Linked DNA regions of Anas platyrhynchos: region 1 is linked to region 2. The links are chromatin contacts, called in public Hi-C maps. All regions are on one chromosome and are shown on one strand. The core of a region is the stretch at or near the end of the contact, and the rest is flanking DNA. Distances in the headings are between cores, read along the strand shown.

Region 1 (2,700 bases), core at 45-2,544, 45 kb after region 2:
CCCGCACCCCCAAAAAAAAAAAAAAAAAAAAACAAAAACACCACAAAACCTAAACCACGGCGCCCACGGCGCCCACAGGGCTGCAGCGCCCAGCCCGAGCGGCTCCAGACGCGAGCTGAGCGCGGTGCGAGCCGGCGGCTGCCAGCACGGCGGTGCCGGTGCCGGTGGCGGTGTCGGGGAGCCGCCTGCCTGCGGCTGCACAGGGCGGGGACTCCCCGCGCTGACATTGTCTGGGTGCCACACGCCGCAGCCCCGGCTCGCTCCCCAGCCCGTTCCGAGGGGCGCTCCGCGCGGGGGGGCGCCCACGTACACCCACCCACCCCCCGGCATTTCGCCGCCTTGTTTCGCCCCCCACCCGCCGGGCAGGAAGCAGCCCCCCCCCCCAACACCCCCCTTAAGGCGTCTCCCCGCTCACCTCGCCTCAGCTGCGGGGAGCCCCCGGCGGGCAGCGGCGGTGTCCGTGAGGCGCAGGGGCGAGGCGGCGGCACCGCGCTCCGCCCGCAGCCCCCCGCGGCTGCTGCTGCTGCTGCTGCTGCTGCTGCTCCTCCCGCCGCTAATGGTGGCCGCGACTCCCGGCTCCCGCCGCCGCTCCCTTCCTTCCCCGCTGCTTGTTTCCGCCGCACCGCCTCCGCCCGGCAGCCGCAGCACGTCCGCGCCGGGCTCGGGCAGCGCCGCTCCCTCCCTGCCCTGCCCTGCCCAGCCCCGCTCGCCGCTCCCGGCTGGCCGCTCCCCGCCGCCGCTCCGCGCTCCCCCCCTTCGCCGCCCGACTTCCGGCGCGCGGAGGCCGCGCCTCGCCTCGCCCCGCCTCAACGCCAGCGCCCGGGGGGCGACCGAGGCCCTCCCTGAGGCGGCGGGCGCGGGAGTGACCGTTGGGCGCGCGGGGGTGACCGTTGAGGCGGTTGGCGCGCGGGGGCGGTTGGCGCGCGGGGGACCGTTGGGCGGTTGGCGCGGGCAGCGCGTGCCGTGCCCCGGCTGTGGCAGAGCCGCAGCTGGCAGCGGGACGGGGCTGGGCGCGGAGCGGAGCCGCTGCCCCCTGAGTGCGGCAGGGCTGGGGAAGGCAGCAGCACGGACCTGCCCGAAATGCTGGGGCAGGTCTCCAGGGTGGCACGGGGGATTCTGACCCTGTCCATCACAGCTCTGCATGTGTGTGCGTGCACGGGTACACACACACACTGCTGCCCCATCACACAACGCCTTGTGCCTGTGACCCCTGACCGCTCTAAGGAGGAGAAAAAGTGTTTGACTCTTTCCATCTGTTCTTAGATTTTTGCCAGCTAAAGTGTTCAAGGTTCAAAGTCATTAAAAACCTTTCTTGTGCATCAATAACTTGCTTGACCTATGCTGTATTTCTTGCTGCTCAGCTAGCTGTAGTGGTGTTTCCAAACAGGAGTTATGATGAAGTATTGTGGTATTAGCAACAGGTGTAGCTCCTGTAGCCATGAACATAAATAATTCAGGTGGTTCAGCCAGTACTTGAGAAATGTCTTCTCTCAGCTGTTACCTGTTGTTCAGATTAAACACCTGAAGAGAACTGGACACCAAAGCAACAGGTGCAATGGCAACAGAAGTCCACAACGGGAGTGAAGACTTGGGCAGGAGCTTCTGGGGCCTCAAGCCAGCCATCGTGATACATAATCTGCTGTAGAAACTGCTCCTGTTCTAGACTACGGCCACGAGACTTTCTCAGGGCTACTTTCCTTTGTAGGACAGGCTGCTGCTGTTTGTGTGAGAGCAAGTTCAAACAGGAGCTCCACAAACATGTGACATTCACATTCACATGTGAATGTGAAAGCACCATCTTCTGAACTCATTTCATCAGAATAAATCAGGAAAAATCTTGACTAATACTAGCTAAAATACTCCTGATTTACAGTGGGATGGCAGGTCTGAATCCAAAGCACAGAATGGGTGAGTGAAAAGACGACCACCTCTTACGTACTTCCCCCTCATTGTGTTCCTGATAACTAGAGAAGTACGCTCTTCCCATTTCCCAGGTGATGATTTAGAGCACAGAGAAAGTAAGCTACCTACAGCCAGAGAGGAAGCCTCTTTCAGAGCCAAGGTCAGCAATCAAATTCATTATGGACTCATCAGCCGAGATTCTTTTTATGGGAATACCATGGTTGCTGTAACACAGACTAGCGTTCATCATAGCATCAACATAGCATTCATCAGTGCGAGCGCTCCTTGGTGAAAAGTCAAACCATCCCACCACAATCTCAATGAACCAGCAGGGCTAACACATGGCAAGAAAACATTTCTTCTTGACCCTCAAAGCAATCAGCTTATGTTGCTGAAGCAGGAAGCTTGTTTGCCCCCTGCACTGTTTTAATCTAGCGCATGCAGCTGCAAATGTTGCTTTTGCTCACAAAGCTTCCTAAATCCTTTTTTTAATTCTACTTAACTCTTTGTCTTGATGACTGCCTATGGCAATTGGATTCCATAGATAGAAAATACACTGCACAAAATAATATTGAAAATGTATTCTGGAAGGTTTTGCTTTGTCATTTGGGATACAAAGGCTGCAATTAACTGACTGCACCAGGCACCTGATGAAGTTTCATCTTACATGAAGTTCCCTTTTCCTCCATGATTTTTTTTTACCCTCCGCTACTCTTTATTCCACACAGCTGACTTACTGGTTCCTTTTTAGGTCCTCTGAGGAAAATCCTGGCCCTCACAGATGTATTTGAACACCTG
Region 2 (2,700 bases), core at 12-2,511:
AGAATGTGATTATGTTCTCAACCACAATGAGAGCAGAACAGTCACTAACTTAAGTACTGAAGTAAAACATCTGTAGGCATACTCAGCAAAAAACAAACTCAGGTAGCATTCTCTTTGCACAGTCAATTGTTCACTAAGTCAACAACTGAGAGTTCAGTTCTCTAAATACTACCAAAAAAAAAAACAACAACGAAACTGTCACTTCATACAAGTTCATATAATTTCCACATAAGTTCCTTCATACAAGTAACAAAAATACACTTTGGTGACAATTACTAAGTATAACAAGAAAAAAGCGGATGCAGATTAATCTTACTTTCAGCTGGACATACTATACTAGAACTGAGCACTGTCATATTGCAAATTATTTTAAAATGAAATCCAGTGAAAGTATTTCTCTATTTCCCTAATCATTGATAAGAGAAGAAAGGAGAATAAAACAAATGCATGTCTCAGGACAAAATATTCAGTCATGACACAGACATGCTTTTAAGTGCGCAGTATCAAAAACTGAACATTTTGAACATTCTGCAGTACCAAAAATTGAACTACTAAAAAGCAGTGCCTAAAGATTTCCATTCAGTGTGCCATCTAATCCTTGCTCCTTTTCCTCAAAGGTACTAAAGTATTTATTTTCAGGCATATTAATTTTGGTAACTGAGTTACACAGGTTTTGACAGATGAAAAATGCAAAAGGGGTTATAGTTTATTCTTATCAAGACCTCAGAAAAGGAATACACCTATGCCACTTAGAAACTGAAGTGGCACCGTTAGATAACAGCTGCCTGATACTTCCATATACAAGACGTATTTTCAGTTGCTTATAAAAAAAAGTTTCCGAACTATAACCACTAAGAAATTTATAACAAATTTGTTATAGAATTATTACTAGTCATTTATTCAACATAAAGGTAGTTTTAAGGCTTTAATACCTCTGTATGCCTGACCACCTAACAGTTTATTGACAGGAGCAGCCTCACATACTGTCTCTTCTCTGCTGGTCCATTGGAAGTTAACCAAATTTGCCCGAGCAGGAGCTTTAAGAATTAAAACTGTAGTCCACAAAGCCTCATTGAAGTCCAGACCACCACAACTAAAAACCTCAAGGCTGCATCTTCTCACACAGAACTGCCCAGCCTTTCAAATGGGCTGCAAACAACTATCCTTGAACAAAAGACTGGTCAAGTTCAAGAATGCTTGGGCCCATGGGAGGAGAACACAGCAGCTTTCTTACAACTGCAATGCCTGGCTGCTGCACAGCATATTGGAGCCAGACACTGGAAGTGAGAATCCAGAGCTATTACTCTGTGCTCCCAAGAGACCATCCCTCCTGGAACTTGTGCAACTCTGTTTCACTGCAAGCAATTGGAATTTCCTAACTCCAAGCATTCAGTTCTGCAACTTAAGAAAAACACCACACAACGATCAGGACTCACAAAATCCTATTTACAGCAAGTATTCATTAACTGCTATGGACCCTTATAACTTCATTCCAGTTTTGGCTGTTACAGTCCAAGCCTATTGAAACTTGATGCAGTTTAAGAAACAGGTCTGTGGACATTCCAAATTAAGGAACTGCTGCACCATGTGCATGAGATGCACTATTTGTTAGTCCGCATGCCTCCCAGGTCAAGAGAAAGAGTAGACAGGTTGTGATAGTTCTACGTTGAACACAAGTTGCTTGGGACACAGAAATTTAAGGCAAAATTGCCACAGGGAAGTCAATCCCAATCCCAAGTCACGTGTTCACAGATCTCTCTTGCATGGACAACAGGGAGGATTATTTTGCAGGAAGACCAGAAAATTATTGGAATCACTAGGCAGCTGCACAAACACCAGAGCCAACACAAGGTGGGGAAAGACTGCTCAAATCAGCAGAAAAGACTTAAATTAGCATAAAACCAAACACAAAAATCACAAATAAAATTTGTCTGCAGGGATGAGGTTTCAAGCAGTGGAGTTTTCCCAAAAGAAAACGCAAAGCAGGAAAAAAGTAAAGCTGACTATTATTTCATGGAAAATAGTTGTCTGACCTGTCCAAAAAGAGATGCGTTAGTTAAGTTGGAAGACTAAAAGGAAAAAGAACAAAAAAAAACAACAGGCCTGTAGATATCAAATCAAGAACTCCATCACTAGAAGAGAATGGGTATGCACAACTGTGGAGTTAAAGTCACAGATACACCTTTTCAGTTAGGAGTAGATAGGACATATGGACAACCTTTATTCTTTAAAACAAACAAAAAAAACAAAGACTGATACTGCTGGCCTAAAATCTACAACTTTTAAGAACATGAGGTTAAGCAAAATATCCAAAATAAGCAAATGTAACCAATGTTAAGAGTAAGTTTTGTTAACTATAACTGAAGATTTGTCTTTCTATTGACAGGCAACTATTATTATGCTATTACAGCCTAACTGCTAACCAGGATGCGCAAAACTGACACAACCAGAAGGCCAGTTCTCAGTTGTTTGATCATAACATGAAGTCTTATTTTGTGGATTCAAATTCCTTTACAAACCTGTCAAACCCTAGCTTTCATCTTATATTATAACAGTATATGCAATTGAAGTAAACTGCATAAATTCATTTCTCCTCTTAGATGTTGATGTCCCTTAATGGGCTGCTTTGTTCTCAATTTTTGTCATCTGTTCCAAATTTTCTAAAGACATCCTATCTCTTTTTGAAACATATAATGAGAT

The links. A called contact is a pair of places that touch in the nucleus more often than the background predicts.
Region 1: a contact with region 2 is called in a Hi-C map of subcutaneous adipose tissue, with 1.6 times the contacts expected there. The contact joins the promoter of RAPH1 here to the enhancer-like site in region 2. A contact is called at or near these places in 3 of 8 Hi-C or Micro-C datasets (liver, skeletal muscle and subcutaneous adipose tissue).

The regions. Positions count from the first base shown.
Region 1 is chr7:26,246,120-26,248,819 of IASCAAS_PekinDuck_T2T, forward strand. It overlaps RAPH1 (Ras association (RalGDS/AF-6) and pleckstrin homology domains 1), which reads right to left and starts at 1,295. Exons shown (of 17, transcript XM_038182490.2): 1 at 416-1,295.
Region 2 is chr7:26,200,985-26,203,684 of IASCAAS_PekinDuck_T2T, forward strand. All of the region lies in intron 5 of RAPH1 (Ras association (RalGDS/AF-6) and pleckstrin homology domains 1), which reads right to left. Among named protein-coding and RNA genes, the nearest start is that of RAPH1, 45 kb to the right of the region's middle. Within about 2 kb of position 1,262, at least 3 of the 8 cell types and tissues checked have an H3K27ac peak or open chromatin away from gene starts, as enhancers often do. A contact at or near this core is called in subcutaneous adipose tissue, where this site is marked.